Regions from separate parts of the Callithrix jacchus genome. Here region 2 is linked to region 1. Evidence: chromatin contacts called from public Hi-C data. All regions are on one chromosome and are shown on one strand. The core of a region is the stretch at or near the end of the contact, and the rest is flanking DNA. Distances in the headings are between cores, read along the strand shown.

Evidence for each region. Hi-C and Micro-C count contacts between places; a contact is called where the count stands out from the background.
Region 2: a contact with region 1 is called in a Hi-C map of induced pluripotent stem cells, with 2.7 times the contacts expected there. The contact joins two enhancer-like sites. A contact is called at or near these places in 2 of 3 Hi-C or Micro-C datasets (induced pluripotent stem cells and skeletal muscle).

The regions. Positions count from the first base shown.
Region 1 is chr3:77,670,236-77,675,752 of calJac240_pri, forward strand. MAD2L1 (mitotic arrest deficient 2 like 1) reads left to right here. Exons shown (of 5, transcript XM_002745440.6): 5 at 1-126. Among named protein-coding and RNA genes, the nearest start is that of MAD2L1, 14 kb to the left of the region's middle. Within about 2 kb of position 2,991, at least 2 of the 16 cell types and tissues checked have an H3K27ac peak or open chromatin away from gene starts, as enhancers often do. A contact at or near this core is called in skeletal muscle, where this site is marked.
Region 2 is chr3:78,521,399-78,526,915 of calJac240_pri, forward strand. SYNPO2 (synaptopodin 2) reads right to left here. Exons shown (of 5, transcript XM_002745445.6): 4 at 2,130-4,312. Among named protein-coding and RNA genes, the nearest start is that of MYOZ2, 94 kb to the left of the region's middle. Within about 2 kb of position 3,448, at least 2 of the 16 cell types and tissues checked have an H3K27ac peak or open chromatin away from gene starts, as enhancers often do. A contact at or near this core is called in skeletal muscle, where this site is marked.

The DNA of each region.
Region 1 (5,517 bases), core at 1,741-4,240:
CCCTGCCCAAGGAAGTTCATTGTGACTCCCCAACAAGCACATCAAAAGGAGTGTTTCGTCACCTTTTTCCTCTTACCCTTTATATCCTTTTAGCAATAAAGTGTTCTGAACAAACTGGATTTCCTTCACTGTGCTTAGCAAAACTTGTTCGTGTTTTATTGGGTAACTTTGTATTTACACTTTCCTCAGATAGTCTGTTGTCAGATGACTTTGACCAATGATTGGGAGGAACCAAATACAGAGGACTTTATCCTATACCTAATCTATATATTGTCTACAGAATAAATCAGGTATGAATTTGTGAACACTAGTGAAACATAATTTTCCAACTAATCAGAAGAATTGTTTGTTTAGTAACCTTAACTCAGTCTTTGGTGAATTAGTTTTGGTTTAACTTGTAAATAATTTATTCATTTTTTTAAATGTGTGAAATATTTCTAGTTATTTTGTTCAATGTGACTGTGATGAGTTTATGTTGGAATAGCTGTGAAATGGAAAATGTCTACTAAATTTCAAATTTTAGTATATATTTTTAAAAATAGATCTTTTAGAGATCTTTCCATTCTTCATAATTATGACTTTTAAAGCCAACAGTATTCACTGAGGCTTATTAAAAAAAAAAAAAAAAACCTAGTTGGGCAAGCTACTTAATCTTCATTAGAGTTAACAATTCTGTTCCAATCTGGCAAAACATTGTAGCCCTAGCAACAAGACTATTAGGAAAGGCCTAGAGAGAAAAATGTCAGAGTTGAACCTCTGATTACACAAGTCGGTTTATGTTACCATGTCACCTATTTTTGTCCTCCACCATGTGATCTATTTTTAAAACAGAAACATAATATAGTTACATTTATTTGTAAAAAGCCCATTTTATCTACATTCATCTGCACCATTTTGCTATGCAAGCTTGTTTGCACAAAGGAACTTACATGAAATCAAAATCTTATTGTCTTGGAATTTTATCTGTGCTGAAAAAGGCATCCCAAACATAAGCTGGACCACCCATAGTCCATTTCCTTGCAAGGGAAAGATTCCAAACACTTAAAAACTCTCTAGATATGGACATACCCAGTGGATGCCTAGACATGGATATGAATTTCTCTCTGAAATGGCTGTCTCACTGACCAAGTACATATGCTGATGGTTTTAAACATTGAGTCCGTGATGTGCAAAATATTTTATATCTAACATGCAGTTATTGGATCACTGTGTTCACACTCATAATAGCCAGGACAGCTCTGTAAAGAACAAGCTGTAAAGCCTACAGCCTCCAAGTCTAGAAAAGGAAATTCATGGGTATTGATTATCTTACTGTGTGCTGGGCACCGCTGAAGTGCTTTGCATCTGTTCAGCTGATTGCTAAATGAATGGAGGTTGGGGTTAGTGGAGAAATAGAAGACTTGGGCCACAAGCTGTAGTGTTAGATACTGATGATAGGACATGGGGAGAACCATGAGATAAAGGAAATGAAGTCTGAGTCCCAAATAAGGAGTCCTCTGGAGCAAGGAACAGCCCCCAAACCTCAGTTCAGGGCTGTGAGGGAAGGAGAGGGTGGGGGAGAGAAGAACTGGATCCAAAATAGAAGTTCTATAACTACTGATGGCTCCAGAAGAGACCCATGAAGCAAAACCATGAAGAAACACTAGGGAGTCTGAATCTATTATAGAGCATCTTTAGCTCAGTTTGTGGTCAGGGAAGGGATGCAATATCTCAATTCTCACAACAAACCTATGAGAATTGTTAGCCCTATTTTATAGATTTAAGAACTAAAATTCAGGAAGGTTAAGTAATTTGCCCAACTGCAAACATCCAGAATACATCTACTGGACCAATTCCCAAACCAATAGGAACCAAATCTTTTTGTTATATCTTGTTTCCTCTCAAGAGTCTAGGGAACAGGAGTGGGTTCTCCTCCATACTTAGCCACAAGAACACTAGAATACCATGTGAATCTCACTCCAAGTTGAGGAAGTAAGAACTTGCAGTTAGAATATTTGACTTTTGCATTAACTTTTCTTAATACTGCCATTAAATGTTCACACAGGGCATTTTGCTTTAAAACGGGAGTATTCGTTTTCTTTCCAGCAACATTTCTTCTCTAATTCTTTCACTTGTTTTTGTAACCAAATGTGTTGGAATTTGTGCTTAACATGTAATCCTTATCCTTCTACTTGGTGAGTTTTAACCAACTTGAGACATAGATGCAGGAAACAGGAGATTGACATTTATTGTATGTATTATTATCCAAATTAGAGCACTCTGTAGTAAATCTGGATAGGAGAATGAGGCTTACACTTAAGGCAGAAATAGGGTTTGCTACTCCTTTTTAAGTGAACTAAGCAGCCTGTGTAGTCACCCGTGGAAGGGCCAGACATCTTCATTCTTCCTGTTCCAGCCCAGCTCCAACCTGAGAAGAAGCCTTGCATGCTGAACTGCCAAGGGCAAAATTAGAAAGCACTGTCCTTGAGCTCCTACAAGCCATAGAAAAATTTCTTTGCTGCTTGGGATGCAGTGAGAGAGAAGGTGGAGAGAGGGCCCCAGAATATTGCTCCAATGCTGTTTTCTGTCATCAGGTGTGGAATGGAACCTCTAAGAGTAGAGTAACAAGTTTCCCTCCTGCTATTTGCCAGCTTTTTCTTCTCTTAATATATTACAGTGTATGTTCCACTGGCATTATGTAAGTTGATTTTAGGTAGCATGAGGACTTTATATATATGTTGTACTCAGAAAAATATGTAAGATTTTAACACATTATTTATCATGAGTAAAAAATTGAGCAAATGATTTTAAAAGTATATACAATACTTAAAGAAAAATATATCAGTATTAGTGTGGGTGATATGCAGACATGAAGGCGGCATACATATAAAGGAAGGTTGGGAAACAATGTCATAACCCACTGGACTTAAGCTACTTGGAAATAAGCCAGGGTGGGCTGTTTCTCTCAACAGGGAAGTTGCTTGCTCACAGGGCCGTTGTGTTCTCACTTTCCTAAACCTGCCTTCTTTCCACAGTAATTTCCTCTAGAATTGCCAATGGGCATTTCACTTTTTGCCAACAAAAGTCTCTAGCAACATGAATCAGACAGAACTGCATGCAGAACCCTAAACAGAAAATGTATTCCCCATTCTATTTCCTTTATACTCAGTCATGTTGTCCAGAATGAATGAATGTATTCATTTTATATTCATGTATACATTCATGAATGTTCATGAAATGAATGCAGAGACCAGATCAATATATAAAAATGTTCTAAATTTTAACAGTATTAAACTCTTCTCATTTTTTAACTTCCTCCAAACTAAATTTCCTTACAAATGAAAAGCCCATGGAAATTAAAGTCTAAATTCCTTCACTCCCAATTCTATACAGTTGGCTCATTCTCAGCCACAGGGTCTTATGCTGATCCCTGGGTTCCTGTAAGTTCAGCTGTAACCTGGGCTGTCTTTCATAAGAATGGATATGACTTCTTCAGTCTCTTCAAAATTAATTCAAATTTCTAATTAGTTCAGTTCTCCAAGGGGCAACTAATCACAAAAGAAACTGCAGCTCCACTACATAAGCTATTACAAGTGAAATTATGGTCCCCAAATTAAACGAATGGTATAATCTTTTTTGACAAGGCTGTTGCCAGCCAAGGAACATGGCAGATAACTTAATGGTATCTGTGTTGTAGACAGAAGAACCTGAGAACATCTGGGTTTCAGTTCCAAGGAAGGCCAGTCAGCTGCGCCAGTGTCAAGAGTTCACAGGCTGTAAATCTGTCTATATACACTGAACAGAAATTGCCCATCAGCAATTGTGATTCCCCATGTTTACTGTGTATGCGTGTGTGTGTGCATTTGGTGGTGATGGTGGGTGTGGTGGCAATGCTTCTGGCAAACTCCCCATGTCTATTACCTACTTTCTCAGTGAATGGCATATGAGACATTATTCCTTTTTAGAAAATTTCGATGTTCCGGGTTCTTCATGTCTAATGTTTCATGCTTTTAGCACTTCAATGCAAGATTGTTTTTAGTCTAGATTAAACTTCTACTCCCAAATTTCTTCAGGTACATTCTCTCCAGCAGTGTGCAGTCTCTCCTTTATTCCCGTAAAGGAATGGAGCAGTGATCATCACTCTACTCCCTCAGCACTACTTTAACTTAATGATATATCACATTTTATTTATTCCAATTATAGTAATTGTCACCACTATTTCATAGGCTTTTCATTCCTACCTAGACAGGTCAAGTTGGTCCTAGCTGATCAATCATTAATCATAGTCAGATTTTTTAAAAAAAAATTAAACCACAAGGATCACAGAAAGAACCAGTAAGTAAAGCTTACTATTCTCAAGAAATTAGAGAAAGATGTCAAAGTTTAACAAAGCTTTAAGGATATTCTAGATATGATGGATTGAAATTGTCAAAAGGTAGTATTCCAAAGAATTAGGCCATTTTAAAGATAGAACACACCAAAATGGAAGAAGACCCCGGAACCCTCAAACTTCAGGGCAGGTACTTTTTCTGTTGCCCTTTTATTTCTTCCTGTCTCAGTTGACATGACGATGAGTATGAGCAGAGTGACTGCAGCTGGGGAAAGAAACAGTGCCAAGAGCTGCAGCTGCAGAAAGTTTTGTTTTCTTTTTTTAACTTTCATGGTGTAAAATTAATATATTCATGTTAATAAAATAAAAAAGTATAGAATGGTACCAAATGAAGAGTAAATTATCTACCTGTCTTCATTCCCCCCACTCTCCACTTCTAACCTAGCTCCTTATTTTAAAACATGTTTTGTTCTATTAGTGGCTAGCACCATATTTTTAAGCATATGTTAATATTCCTATGTTTTTGTTTTTCAATTTTAGGTCACATCTACTGAAAGATGAGAAACTTAGTTCATATTTCTTTATCCATCTGCTCCTAAGTTTTTCTAGTCATAAATTTTTGTTCTTCTGGGGGTTATCTTTATAATTTTAAAGAATGTGTTCAAACTCTATATTTTGTTACATCAATTATTGCATCTTGATTCCTTGCTATAGAAGGTGTAAGAATTTGTGTCTGACATTGCTGGCCACATCTGTCTGCTACCTTAACATTCAGACTTGCTTTTTTACATTATCAATTTTAATACTAGTTAGATTCTCTTTTATAGTTATTATTTTCTTCCAGTTTTGTTGATATGTTGACTCACAAATAGAAATAGCATTTTCATTATTCTGATTATTAAATTATGCCTTATTGATGGACCAAATAGCATGAGTCTACCTATTGAGGGGGAAGAAAATGTAATCTAGTTCGTTAAAACTGAATAATGAATGTTCCAAGTGTCAAGATCAAAAAGGGGGTTTATAAACTCAGCTTTAAGCCTTATTATTCATTTGGCCAATATCTTTAATTTCCAAGAAATTAAACATAAAACATAAACATCTTTAATAGTGCTTGATTCTAGCCACCCATCCATTTGCTTCTTGACTATGAAGATGAATTTTTCTTCTGTTCTCTCAATTACCTACTTTCTTCAGGAGTCACCTAG
Region 2 (5,517 bases), core at 2,198-4,697, 850 kb after region 1:
ATTAGAAAAGAATTCAAAAATGCAAGCATTCAACAGATTTCCTTTGCAGGGAACAAGTCATACAAACAACTGTGTTATATAATGAATAGATTGCTTTTTTCTTTTATCCTGTATTAATCTTAATTGATTTCCCAAAAAGGCAAATAAGAGACCAAGCTACATCCTGTGGTTGTAACCTCTAGGTAAATTTCCGCCAAAAGCAATGAAAGATTTTTCCAGAGAAAAAGCAGAAGAATCAGCCCCATTGTTCTGTGGCTGACTTAATTCTCCTTTTTATGTTTTAGAAATACCTAAGGCTTATAGTTTTACAATGTATGGAGAAACAGATATGCTAACAATGAAATTGCTGTGGGAGCCATATAGAGAAATATCAGAGGAGTTACTTAGATCAGAATAGGTCATACAATGAAGATATTTTAAAATATGGACATTGAACCGATAAAGAAGATGGTAATATTTTAATAGGATAGTGAAAAATATAGCAGATTGACAGTGACAGCAGAAAAAGAACAGGAATACAGATATTCTCAGAGGATTAAAATGGTGCTGTGCACCCTCAAGCCAGGCAAGTTTATCTGAGAGGTCTCTAAACATATCTCTTGCATAGAGTAGATGATTTTCCTTGGAGCTGTCATAAATACTTTATACTTCTCTACATTAATTCATGTCAAATATTTTCCATGGTTGGTCAGACTCAGACTTAAAATAGATCTAAGAAAGGTCTTCAGGTTTACTTTCAGTACCATTATTCACTTCATAGCCAGCTGGGTGACGACATGGTGTGTGGCCAATTCAAGTTTACAAGGTAACCTTGCCTGAATTATCCTGGTCCATCAAATACAAATAATAAAGTGAAGGTGCGAGAATAGAATTGCAAGGAACGTGGGAGAAGCAGTTGTCAAAAAGCAAAACAAACACAAGCAAAAGAATCTGTGAGGTCACTCAGAAATGATAACATAAGTTGTGTGTTCTCACCCTACAGCCTCCACACACATGGGGTTCCTCGTGCTTCACAATCAGCCCCTGTAATCAGTAACCCTTCAGGTCCCAGTCATGTGGCTTCTCCAGGTAAAAGAATAGACATACCTTTATGTGCATCCTGCGTTTTACATATTACTTCATTATCCTGTATACTCTACCACTTGCCTCAGCTGAGGAAAACAAAGTTATGCTTTCATGGGCAACTGGAGATGTACTCACTTAGTTCCTTAAGTAACTGGGGACGGAGGGTGGGAATCAATCTTTAAAGATAATTATTCTTCTTTCCTTATCCAATTTAATTCATTATTATTATTATTATTATTACTGAGACAGGGTCTCACTATGTTGCCCAGGCTGGTCTCTAACTCCCGGCCTCAAGCAGTCCTCCCACCTCGGCCTCCCAAAGTGCTGGGATTCCAGGTATGGACCACCATGCCCAACCCATTTACTTGAAATAAGTCTTCTGAAATGTTAATATATGTAAAAACATCTGGCAAAGAACCTAATACATTGTAAGTGCTCAGTAATTACTAAGACCCTCTTTCTTACCCACTTCTTACTAAACTATATACATTCCAACAATCCTCCAAGTACCTCCTCTGTGATACCAAACAGGTGGCTGAGATTGACAGACCAGAGCTGCTCCCTGTCCTCAATAGATTTCTTATTCCTTTAATACTAATAATAGAGAAAGGCACTACCTAAAAAATTTCAGTCAATATAGGTTATATCTTCACTACATTTGAATCTTTCACCATAGGAGCACAGCTGCTGTGTTACACAAAGGCTAATTCCTAATGTTTAATAACACTGATCACTGTCTTTCTTGTGGCCATTACATAAATTCTAAGTATCCTGCTTACTTAATAAAAAGGTACATGTCTATTTTGAAGTGCTCCTGGATTTTTTTAAGTGTGCAAAGAAGATAAATATATTTTAGGTCAATCTGAGTTGGATTTTTCACTCATTAAAAACATTTTACTCCTTGGACCCAGATTGGGAGATGACATATCTGAAATTAAGTAAGTTGAGGACTTTGCTAGGCATTCTCAGGGACTCAAGTAACACTGCAAACAATTCATTTCAGGCAAAGTGGACACTCAACTTCAGCTACAAGATTACTCTTCCACAACAGATGGTTTCCACACCTGAATTGTGACACCACTTTTCTTGGCTGAGAACTTTGGCCTTGGTGCCACAAAATAAGATGAAGAGGCTGATTCCTGCTTTGGCGAGGTGGGAATGGCCACAGGCACTGGGGATGCGCTGACTGGTGAGGAGGCCTCTACAAAGAAGGATGGGGGAGAGGTATAGGCTGGTACCGAGTACACTGACGAGGCCTGCACATTCATAGGTGAGGCAGCATTCACTGGCCGAGGAGGAAGAGCTTGCTTCATGGCCAGGGCTGAATTGACCTTGACTGATGACTTTTGAGGGAGGCCATCCTTTGCATCTGGAGGTTGGAAAGTAAACAAGGATGCATTGAGCTGATACGGTTGGTGCTTCATGACATCTAGTGCATTGAGCGGTTTCTTCCCCTTTTTCTTGCCGACTTTGGAAGCTTGTGCGGCTGATGGCTGAGACTTGAGAGCAGCTAGTGGGTAGGAGGGGGAGTGGATAGGATTATAAGCCACAGGAGGAGGTGCTCTGACATTGGAGGAGTACTTCCAACTGGCTGGGAGAGATGGAGTGGGGGACTGAGCTCGAGCAGCGTGGGCCTGCACCGTGTCTGAATCGACCACATATTTCTCCATTCTGGACTGCCTTTTAGCAAAGAGCTGAGCTCCTCTCCCACTCATTCCTGGAAGCTCATTGGATGGTCCCACTGCACCAGGCTGAGCAGCATTGACTGTTGGTGTGGGAACTGTTGGTTTGGGTGTGTAATTCTGACTGGCTACTGCTGCTTGTGGTCCTTTGAAGGGACCAGCCAGGTTTAAAGCGCTTGCAGGCCGGGCAGGAGGGTAAGAAGGCTGGGCTATTTTGATGGAGGAGACAATAGTGCCCTTTGATGGGCCAGATGTGGGGAAGGCCAGAGGTTGGGTGGGAGCCACTCCTGGAGACCAGACTGGGGAAACTGGAGTTACTGGTTGGGAGGATGAGGACTTGACTGCAGGTTTTGGAGCAACAGGAGGTGGGGTCTTTTGTTTGGCAGAGGTGCTTTGCATGAAATTGCAAGCCTCTGCTCCCAAGCTGAGGTAGTCTTCTTCCGGTCCGGAATCACCTCCAGCTCCAGTGCCCCGTTTGCCTTCTGAATTTTGAAGGAGTGACAAGAGTTCAGGATTTGGGCTTACTTTGGGCTCTTTAAAAGTAAACATGGGTTTTGTCGTGCTTCTCCTTTTGGCTTCCTGCAATATTCCTGTTCTTTTTGCTGGCACTGAGATCCTCTCATCTCTGGAAGCTATTCGCTCAGATGAATCGTAAAAGGCTGGCTGGGACCATGGGGCAGGCTGAGGCCATGGAGGGGGCTGTGCTGGGCCAGCAATCGGACTTGATACCCCTCTGGAGAAGGCATCAGGGGGAGGAGTGACTGCAGAGTAAGGTGGAGGTGCAGGAAAGTCAGCAATGGGACTCGTCATGTTTCGGGTTGGCGAGAAGGGGGTGGCTGGCTGGTTCACAGACCCTGGGAAGGGTTTGGCTGTTCTATTCATGGGAACCATCCTCTGGATGTTTGCTGTCTCAGATGCCCCACTGAAGCCATTCTGTTGGGGCACATGGCCAAGACCATGACTCACCTCGATGTAGCTTTTGCTCACAGAGCTCTGCGTTCTCACCGACTCTTCCTCCTTTCTTTGGTAAGAAGTCATGGTTCTCAGGCCATCTGTCTGGGCAGCATCTTGTTCTCTGCTTGGCATTCCACCTGCCTTGTCCTCTTCTTTTTGGGCTGTGATCTGATCCATTCTCTCCCTCCTCTTGGCAAACATGAGGGCTCCCTTGCCTGTGGTGTCTGGTAACATCTCCATCTTGTCCCCTCTGTTCAGTTTCTTTTCAATGTCCACCAGTCCAGAATCCCAGTCAAAGTTCACAACTTGTGTGCTGTCGTCAATGTCAGACAGTAACTCTTCATCCACCTCTGACTCACTTGCACCAAGAAATGCTACTTCACTTGTATCCTCCTTGTCACCGTCTTCCTCCTCGTCTGCCTCTCGCTCAAGCTCGCCAGTACCGTAGCTAACTAGGGTGTATTTCCTGGCCCTCCGACGTCGCTTCTTAAACATCAACACCCCCTTGGAGTTGGGGTTGGGAGCATCTGTTAGAAGAAGGGCAATGCTTTTGCATTTAGATTTTGCTTCCTTCACTTGTTTTTCCGACAGGCTTTCACTCCTCCTGAGCCCTAGGGAAAGTAAAAAAAAAATTATATTGAGCTGATGAGTTCAGGGAAGATACCATAGCAGCTCAGAAATGAACTCTCCTGGGGGAAAATAAATATGTAAAAACTTACAATTGGGTACTGAATTTTGAAGGAATCCAGCTCATTTCTCTTTCTTATTTCTCTTAACTTTTTTTCTTCTACAATAATATATATACTCTCTATATAACACTCAACAATGCCATATTCTATTTGTTTATATAAAAACATTTTGTATATGCTGATTAGAATATATGTTTCATACACTTGTTTCTCTAGAGATGTTTCCACTTTAATAATAAAAACTGGCTATTACATGCCAATTAATAGGATAAAATTAGAATTAAGAAGAACATAATCTAAAAACATAATATTTTCTGAAAAACAAGATAAGACCTACCTCATACTTCTATATTTTAAAATGAAATGTCAGCATAAAACTGTTTCCAGGTATCTTAAAAAGGGACGAGTGTCCCAAGAAGATGTTTTAAACTTTTCTAAGTGTTTTAATGTAATGGATTTAGCTATTGAGGTTTTCTTCTTTCTCTTTTATCTTTTTTTAACCCCGACAACTTCCCCAAATCTTTTCATTCACAGCTACTAGATTAATGTAAATTAAAAACACAGAATTAATCACTGAGGGTACTGAATCAATAATAGTTATAACTCAAAAAATGGCATTATTGTAAATACATAAAGAAACTCTAGCTACAAAGTTTTCTAGACAGATTTGTTTGTAAATGTATTGCTATTTTGAAAATACAATGTTACTTTAATTGAAGCAAGAATAAGGGTAAATCTTGAAGAAATGTAAAATTGACTTGTGACCCTTTTAACTGTGCAAAAACTGATGCAGAAATTAAGTCATTTAAAACAAGACTATGATGCTTATAAAATAAAAAATTTTTTAATTTTCTTTATTACCATTATAAAAATAAATTAGCAACAAATTTATAGCAAGTAAACATATAGCATCTATAATTTATAATTTATAGTTAATTATATCATGTTTTCAACGATAATGAGTGTCCCCTAAATTTTTTAATTCCTTAAAATAGTTAAGTGAAAAATTAAGAAAAACGTTGTGACTATTTTATGATTGAAAATTCGCTCTTTTTGTCTCTGGAAAAAAGTAAGACTTAATGGTTACTTTTTTGAAAATAAAATATAATCTGAGTAAATAATTTATA